Regions from separate parts of the Zea mays genome. Here region 1 is linked to region 2. Evidence: chromatin contacts called from public Hi-C data. All regions are on one chromosome and are shown on one strand. The core of a region is the stretch at or near the end of the contact, and the rest is flanking DNA. Distances in the headings are between cores, read along the strand shown. Region 1 holds the start of LOC100193273 (Ribonucleoside-diphosphate reductase small chain). Region 2 holds the start of LOC100280420.

The links. Hi-C and Micro-C count contacts between places; a contact is called where the count stands out from the background.
Region 1: a Hi-C map of leaf shows a contact between it and region 2, with 2.0 times the contacts expected there. The contact joins the promoter of LOC100193273 here to the promoter of LOC100280420 in region 2. A contact is called at or near these places in 4 of 25 Hi-C or Micro-C datasets (endosperm, leaf and tassel).

What each region holds. Positions count from the first base shown.
Region 1 is chr6:128,956,643-128,960,884 of Zm-B73-REFERENCE-NAM-5.0, reverse strand. It overlaps LOC100193273 (Ribonucleoside-diphosphate reductase small chain), which reads right to left and starts at 1,961. Exons shown (of 1, transcript NM_001138420.1): 1 at 515-1,961. The coding sequence starts at 1,744. The coding sequence ends at 725.
Region 2 is chr6:128,738,493-128,742,884 of Zm-B73-REFERENCE-NAM-5.0, reverse strand. LOC100280420 reads left to right here and starts at 1,358. Exons shown (of 42, transcript NM_001346761.1): 1 at 1,358-1,572; 2 at 1,685-1,763; 3 at 1,950-2,027; 4 at 2,130-2,210; 5 at 2,474-2,550; 6 at 2,637-2,691; 7 at 2,806-2,854; 8 at 3,070-3,207; 9 at 3,298-3,379; 10 at 3,559-3,637; 11 at 3,953-3,996; 12 at 4,073-4,267. The coding sequence starts at 1,462.

The DNA of each region.
Region 1 (4,242 bases), core at 712-3,211, 220 kb before region 2:
ACTTGTTAAAATATTACTCGTTTACGATAATTTATAGGATAAGATCATTATATTTTCTATTGGAAGGCTCTATTGTAGGTTGTTCGCTTTAGATTAAAGACGGCTGTTTGGACTGCTGCAGCTGTAATGTAGAGACAAAAATATTATAGAAATAGTAGAAGCAAGTATTGATTAAAGCCAAAAAAACATGCTCTGTACTTGTTGCTGGACTAACAACCAAAACTACCTCCCAACCAACTAAACCTCAATATGAAGGTTTCGGCACCACGCCAGCAAATCGCCAACGGAGTTGTCGGCCTGACCCTGACCCTGCCCCTAAAACCCTAATCCATGACGTGTGGTCTAACTTCGGCATCCTTTTACCCCCTAGCCCCCTCACGCGTTCCGTCAAACCCCCTGCCCATTTCGTCGAGCAGCCTGGCTGCGAGCGCAGGTGAGAGAGTTCAATTGAGCATTTCATCGAGCGCCCTGCGCCGTGTCCGAGAAGGACATCATCCGTTGCGGCCAATGCATTGAACACGATGGCCGCAGCTTAGGCTGATCCCGTTGTATTCCAGAAGCTCGTTATATTGGTCCCGATTAGTCCCAATTTACAGCTTCCGGTGTAACGGGAAATTGATTAAACATTACATCAGGAACAAGAACCCGTAAAACAGAAGGAAACAGCACCACGCAGCTCACGGAAATCCTAAGATTATCTGCGAAATAGATCATGCGCGCCAACTCAAAAGTCCTCGTCGATGCTGAAGACGTGGTTGGCGGCGGCGCTGCCGTTGAGGCTGTTCATGACGGAGGCCTTCTGGTAGTCACCGACGCGCTTCTCGAAGAAGTTGGTCTTTCCCTGCAGCGAGATGAGCTCCATCCAGTCGAAGGGGTTGGTCACGTTGTACATCTTCTTGCACCCGAGCGCCATGAGCAGGCGGTCGGCCACGAACTCGATGTACTGGCTCATGAGGTCCCCGTTCATGCCGACGAGGGAGACAGGGAGGGCGTCGCAGACGAACTCGCGCTCGATGTCGACGGCGTCAGCGACGATCGTGCGCACGCGGGCCTCGTCGAGCTTGCTGCGTAGGACATCGTAGAGGAGGCAGGCGAAATCGCAGTGCAGGCCCTCGTCGCGGGAGATGAGCTCGTTGGAGAAGGTGAGGCCCGGCATGAGCCCGCGCTTCTTCAGCCAAAAGATGGCGCAGAAGGAGCCCGAGAAGAAGATGCCCTCGACGCAGGCGAAGGCAACGAGGCGCTCGGCGAAGCGCTCCCCGCCGTCGATCCAGCGCATGGCCCAGTCCGCCTTGCGCCGGACCGCGGGCACCGTATCGATGGCGCGGAAGAGGCGGTCCTTCTCGACGTCGTCGCGGATGTAGGTCTCGAGCAGCAGCGAGTACATCTCCGAGTGGATGTTCTCGATGGCGATCTGGAAGCCGTAGAAGGCCCGCGCCTCGGCGACCTGCACGTCGGACATGAAGCGGGACGCGAGGTTCTCGAGCACGATGCCGTCGGAGGCGGCGAAGAAGGCGAGCACGTGAGAGATGAAGTGGCGCTCGTCGGGGGACAGCGCCTCGTCCCAGTGCCGGGCGTCGGCAGAGAGGTCAACCTCCTCGGCCGTCCAGAAGGACGCCACCGCCTTCTTGTAGAACTCCCAGATCTGCGGGAAGCGGATCGGGAACATGGAGAAGCGGTCGGAGGACTCCGCCAGCAGTGGCTCCACCGCGTCGCACGGAGGGACCAGCGTCGGCGTAGAAGGCATCGTCAGAGGGTTGGGGTATGGTTTATCTAGCGTGAAATTGGGGGGCTTTTGGGTTGGTTTATGGAGGTGAGCAAGGAGGCGGGGAACTTATAGGGCTGGTGGGGAATTCAACCGCAGTTTTTGAATTGGAACGGCATTCCCGTTGGCGCTAGCTTGCAAGAGAAGAAGGCCGGGGCGCGCGACGAACGGATAAGCCGGGCTGGAGGGAGAAGACAGGAGGCGCGCCGTGCCGTGCCGTGCGACGGAAGATTGGGGGAAAAAATCAGTTTTTTTTTTGTGGAGTGGTTGAAAATTTCAGCGGAATATTTTTACTAGACAGTTAGAGCCACTGAGGCAGCGGAGCGCAGCTTGACTGACAGATGGTAGTAAGGACCGTTTCGGTAAAATGGGCTGGGAGTGTGAAATTCCTTGAAGCGGTTAGGCTCGCTGGGCTGCCAAATTTCGGTAATCTTTTATAGTGGCTGTTCAGTTCAGTTTTTTTAGGAGATTTTTTTTATAATCTAGCTATAATCTGAATATGGTGAAGATTATGTGCAGAAGATGATAAAAGAGTTTATTGGGTTTAATATGTATAAATTGACGGTTTTCTACTATCGCAACGACTCGGTTGATTATATGTTTACGTTGACTTTGGATCGTTTTGATTAAATTGATTCACATAGAAGCGGGTTGAAAGGCTGGGAGTTTGACAACATAGTAGCTTCTGGTGATCAGAATCTGAAAAAAATCTGAAACAAACAGAGGCATAGTGTCACACTCAACGAGTTTACAATCAAATATTGATTGAGTTTATCAAAAATACTCGGGAAGTTTAACAAACAAAATTATCGAGACATGTTTATTTGCCATAAACGAAGTTAGGCAGACAGGAGTAGCTCCACCATTCTAAACAGGTATGGGTACCCATCGAGTATAGAATAACCGATGGGTTCGGATATGGGTGTGGAATTGTACCAACATGTACGGGTATTGGAGCGGTGAGTTTTTAGTCTAATGAGGCTGGATCTGGGGTAGTGTTGACGCTAGCCTCACGTGGGTCGAAATGTTATTGTCAGGCTCTTTTTGAATACACTATAACTAAAGCTACTAAAATTAGTTGGATACATCCAAACAATTTAACTAATAGCTCAGCTATTAGAGCACCTCCAAGAGACGGGCCAAATGGCTCGCCAAGCCAAATTTTAGCTACACAACAGTAAAACAACTCTCCAACAAACTAGCCATTTAACTCGTCAAGTCATGCGACTCTCCAAATTGGCCTCATCTCTAGCCAAACTAACTTGCCAAGTGTGAGATGATGTGTATGACCCACACGTCGGTGAGTGGAGGGAGAGAGAGTTGAATGTAGCTGTTGGGATTTGGAGAATGAGAAATGGAGTCTATTGGAGTGAGATGCTACATATAGAATGTAATCTTTATGAAGAGGTAAATAAAGTAAAAATTGAGAGTCCCTTGGAGATGCTCTTTGTTGTTTTGAGCTGAAGACATCCAAACACCCCGAACTAATAGTTTAACTGACTATTAGTTGCACCCTCAACCATCCATTAGTTCATTAATTGGTCCAACCAACTAAAATTAGCTAACTACTGACACGAGGCGTCGATTGAAGTTGTGTTTTAGCTTTCTTTTGGCAATGAGTACTATGTAGAGCAGCTTTTGGACCTACGAGTATCGAGTCTTGGATTTGGTTAGTACTTTGTTGATGAAGTAAACATGCCTTTGTACTTTGAGTGTGTGGCCCTCGTTTGCCCGCTCCACGGCGAGCGCTGCGCTGACCACCTGGGTGGTAGCGACACCATAATGGAGGAGAGGTTCACCTATGGTGGGCGCGACTAACACCGGCGGTGAGGTCAGGAATGGCTTTATTTGGTCGAGGGCCTCCTGGACTTATAGGGTCTAAGAAAACTGGTCGCCATTCCTGAGGAGCTTGTAAAGGGGCATGCCCTTTTCCCCAAGCCTAGAAACGAAATGGCTAAGTGTGGTGATGCACCCAACCAACTGTTGTACTCTTGTTGCCAGGCCTCAGGCAGTGAGACCATGTGGTGGTCGTGCCCGATGGGGTGCTTGTCGTGTGCCATATGGCCAAGGACCCTGTGTCAGTGGCTTTGGTTCTTACTTCCCCAATGAGCCACCGTTTACTACTTATGGTTGAAAGGGAAATGTGCCTTTGGGCCATTTCTATATTGTTTTGGTGATTAGATGTTCAACACATTTTGTTTAGACTAACATAAGACATGAGCGTAGGTATATTAAGCAAAGTGAGCTCGGAAGAGGACATAGTGCAAATCTATACGGACCGAGTAGAAAGGTAAGCTCTAGACAGTTAGTTAACTATTTGTGTGCTAATCATATTTGTCTAAATGCCAGGGACTCTAAGAAGTCAAGTCAAAAGAAGCAAAAGAAAACAAGAAAGAAAAAGGAAAAAGGTTGTTGGACTGAAGAGGCACCGGAAGGTCCGGCCAACTGCCTGCTCTCGGGAATTCTAGCCTGCGTCGACT
Region 2 (4,392 bases), core at 109-2,608:
AATTTCCTCTCCGACATAATTATATATTGGTAAAGAGCAGTATGTTCTCTGTTGTTTGTATTTTGGAATGTGTTGGACTGCTATTTGTGTCTACATGACTCGGTTCTTGAGTCCCTTCGGTTTTCGGGTCCCCATCGGATTTCCCCCCACCACGGAGTTCAGGTCTAGATCGGGTTTTTGGTTCGGGTTCGGATCCGCTGAAGGGAAACAAACGTAGCCTTAGAAAAATGGTGTTACCAAACTAGCTTTTAGAAAACAACTACAGTAAACCTAATATATGTCCATATCCAAACATAGAGGTTCAATGCAGCGAACCAAAATAAGAGTTTGAGACACTCAACCTCACAAACATATATAACACGTATAATTCCTCCATAATGTTGAAAAGTTATATCTGTTTATTTTTTTAAAATTTCTCTTCTTTTGACATTAAGTACAAAAAGAAGAAAAAATAAGGAAGATAATAGAGGCCACTCACTCCTAATAACCGAATTTATTTCAAAGAACTATAGACCACCAAAATCGGTTTCGGTCAAATCTGTTCAAATAATCGATTAACCGAAATACATATTGCACTTACGGCTGACAATGGTCTATAATTTTTGCATTATAAGATTTAAGGATCGAAGCGGGTTAGGATCGGGCTTTATTTCTAGTCATTTTTGAACTATAATTTATTTAGGTCCTTGACATTTTGTGAAGAACTATTTGGATCACGATCCATTACCACCCCTAATTGCACTTCTACGAGAGACAATTTGACAACATAACTATGTTAAAAACCATCTACCAAGAAAGAAGTACATGTGTTTGGTTTGCTGCATCAGTTGCCATACTTTACTATGTCTAAGGTTAGACAAGTTTTACATAATTAGGCATATGTTTGGTTTGTAACAACGGTTGTGCCAAGATTTTTCTTCTGTTACTAGACTTTACTCGTCAATAACTTCTAAAAGTATGACAAAATTCTCTACGACGTGGCAACGACACAGAATTAAAGCGCCTAGCCTTAAACAATCTTAGTATAGAACCAAACAAGTTAGTCTTATATAAATATGCACATGCAAATAAATGCAATTTTAGTGTTTAAAATGGTTAATTCGGTTAATGGCAACTTAAAATCGAATTATTTTTGGTTAACTGAGTATCACCAAAATATTCACCGAATTGATCACGATTCACGAAATTTTGGTTAAACGACTTTTTGATTCGATTAAAGTTTTGCCCACCCCTGCCGGAATCCAAGCTGTTGTCGATGTCATCGTCTGGCAGACTGGCCCTTGGCAAAGGTCCCACCTGCCAGTGGCACGGACAACCCGAGAAAAATCCACCAACATTGGCAATTCTCGTGCCGGCGCACTTCGCTTCTCACTCGATCTGCTTTGCTCTGCTCTCGGTCTCGGCTGCTTGCCTGCTTCGAGTCGTCGCCGGCGGGAGCAGAGAACCCACCCGCACGGTGCGATGTCGTTGACCGCGGCCCCCGTGGCCTTCATCGGCCTGGACGAGCTCAGCGTTGAGCTAGCTGCCTCCTTCCTCCGCTCCGGCGCTTGCGTCCGCTCCTTCACCCCCGAGGTCAGTATCTGCTCGACCGGATCGCCAACCTTCCGCTCTTCCTCCTCCCCAAGTTTCGCGCTAGAACTTCTCCGGTATGATGACGCGTATCTAATTAGTGACTTGCGCACAGGCGGAACGGTCGCCTTCTGCGGCGCTCGCGGAGTTGAATGGCCTCCTCCAGTGCGCGAGCCCAGTGGAAGCCGCGCGAGGTGAGTCTGCCCTCTTGGGCTCCAATACTGTTCGATTCGATCAGTTGTGTCTGTGCGTGATGTGTGCCTATTTGGGTTGGTGGGTGTGGAACTGTGGAGTAGCTGCTATGCTTCCTGCGATGCATTTGTTGGAATATCGAGGTGTCGGGTCATCGGGCAGCTGATCGCGTCTTTCGTTAACCGCAGATGCTGCGCTGGTCGTCGTGCTAAGCGATGCTGGTGGGGTTGACGAGTTGTTCTTCGGGGTTGAGGGGATCGCGAAAGGTACGTGCTTGACTTGAGTCATTCTGTTGACTGCTGCTGGCCAGCTTAACTATCTACAAGATACTGTACAACTTATATATACTGTTTGTTTGAGCATTTTAGGGTTATGCGCGGGTTCTATTGTATTGATTCATTCGACATTGCTGCCTAGTCAGTTGGAGAAGCTGGAGCAGGAGCTTACAGGTAAAATGCTTTGCATGCCATGTCATTCGCTTCCCAGCCAGCAAGGGCTACTGTGCCAAGAGCTCTAGTTGCACTTTTATGTTTTCGACATAGCAGATCTCACATTTAAACCGTAAATTTTTCAAGTTTAATTGTTTGAGATTAGATGTTACTTGATTTTTCGAGTGAGTATATTTGATAATTTGAATGCTATCATTTATATACCCCCATTGAGATCCACATGGTCAAATGTATGATCTTAGCTAACTTAATTTACCGTACAGATCAGAAGAAGGATGTCTTCCTTCTGGATGGATACATTTTCACTGGTTTATCTGATGAATTAAAGCAACAGATTATTGTAAGCAGTACAGCATATTGGGAATCTGAATACTATGCATCTTTATTCTCCCTTTCTCTTATCACTATTTACTTTGTATATGCCAGATTGTTGCATCTGGGAGACAGGACATAGCAGAAAAAGCTAGCAAATTTTTCCATGGTAAGTTAGAAAAAAGTGTACATTTTTTTGCCAATATTTTCATCTTGTTTTTTACCTTATGATGTGCTAGGTGCAATAATGTTGAAATTTTAATTTACCTGGTGATATTTTCAGGTCTATACAAAACCATTTATTTTGCTGAAGGTGAATTCTGCACTAGCAGGTTGCTCAACCTTTCTAAGAATAGTAAATAGTGTTCTATTTCAAGAATATGTAAGGATAATTACATATCATATCATTATAGAAGGACAAACAGTCCAATACTACCCTATAGCCATGCTATGGAAGTTGGAACGTCGACATTAAAAATAATATCCATACCAATTACTGCAACTATTATATGTCAGTTTAAAATATATATATGCTTTATTTATGCAGAAAAATTAGGATGGTGAATGATTTGCTGGAGGGCATTCATTTTGTTGCGTCTATTGAAGCAATGTATCTTGGTGTTCGAGCTGGGATTCATCCAACAATTATTTATGACATAATATCGAATGCTGCTGGGAGCTCGAGGTTATGGGAGTTTCTTTATTCTTTGTGGTTCTGTCTAAACAAATAATACCTGACATTCTGTTTAGTAAAATTTTTCTACACTGATGACAGGATATTTGTGGAGTTAGTTCCAAAACTTCTGAGTGAAGATCCTTTGCTGATTGATTTTCTAAAATCAACAAGGAAAAAAGCAGTGAGCCCCGTTCCCTTTTATGATGAGAGGTTTAAGGGTTGCATTCTTATTTTCCACATTATTGGGTCCTCTTAATTCTTTATATTTTCCATCCTGGTCATGCTAACAGGAAAGAACTATTGCATTGCTAAATGCTTCTCTTTTTGAATCTCTAATAATTCCACTTTTACAAATCATAGAGCCATGTGATGGATATGTCAAAATCAGTAACATTTCCACTGCCACTTCTGGGTGTTGCCTATCAACAATTGGTACATGGTATGTCTAAAGCTTCTTTACATGTTGACCCGTTTGCTAGCCAGTGGCAAACACTGACCTGATGTCATTGATGTTTGGAACCAGAGGCTTGAGATAATCCATACACATTTGTTATCCGTCTTAGCACATCTAGAAAGCTGGATCCTTTGCATGCTTGTTTATGTGTTTTTGGTTCATCATTAATGTTTGGAACCAGATGCTTGAGATAATCCATACACATTTGTTATCTGTCTTAGCACATCTAGAAAGCTGGATCCTTTGCATGCTTGTTTATGTGTTTTTGGTTCATCCACTCTTCTTTTTACTTATTTGCAGGTTCATCAGCAGTAACTGGAGATGGATCTGCCTCACCGCTGAAGGTTTGGAATAGCTGTTTGCATTTTAACAGGTGCTCTTTTTTCAAATCTATGTTAGAATTTGGAACTTTGCATTCAGGTTTGGGAAGCATCGTTTGGAGTAAATATTGTAGATGCTGCTGGCGAACAAATTTATGATGCAAGCAAATTAGCTGATCAGCTTGTTGCGGAATCTAAAGCAGCGAAGCGGATTGGCTTCATTGGTCTTGGAGCTATGGGCTTTGGAATGGCATCTCATTTGCTGAAATCAGGGTTCTGTGTTGTTGCTTATGATGTGAGAAATCTTCTGACTTTCTTATCCTTCCCAACTCCATAATTTTCCCTTTGTATTGTATATTGTTGCTGTAAGTTAAAAGGACTGTACACAGCCTTTTCCTTTCCAGTTGCTCATGTGTTTCT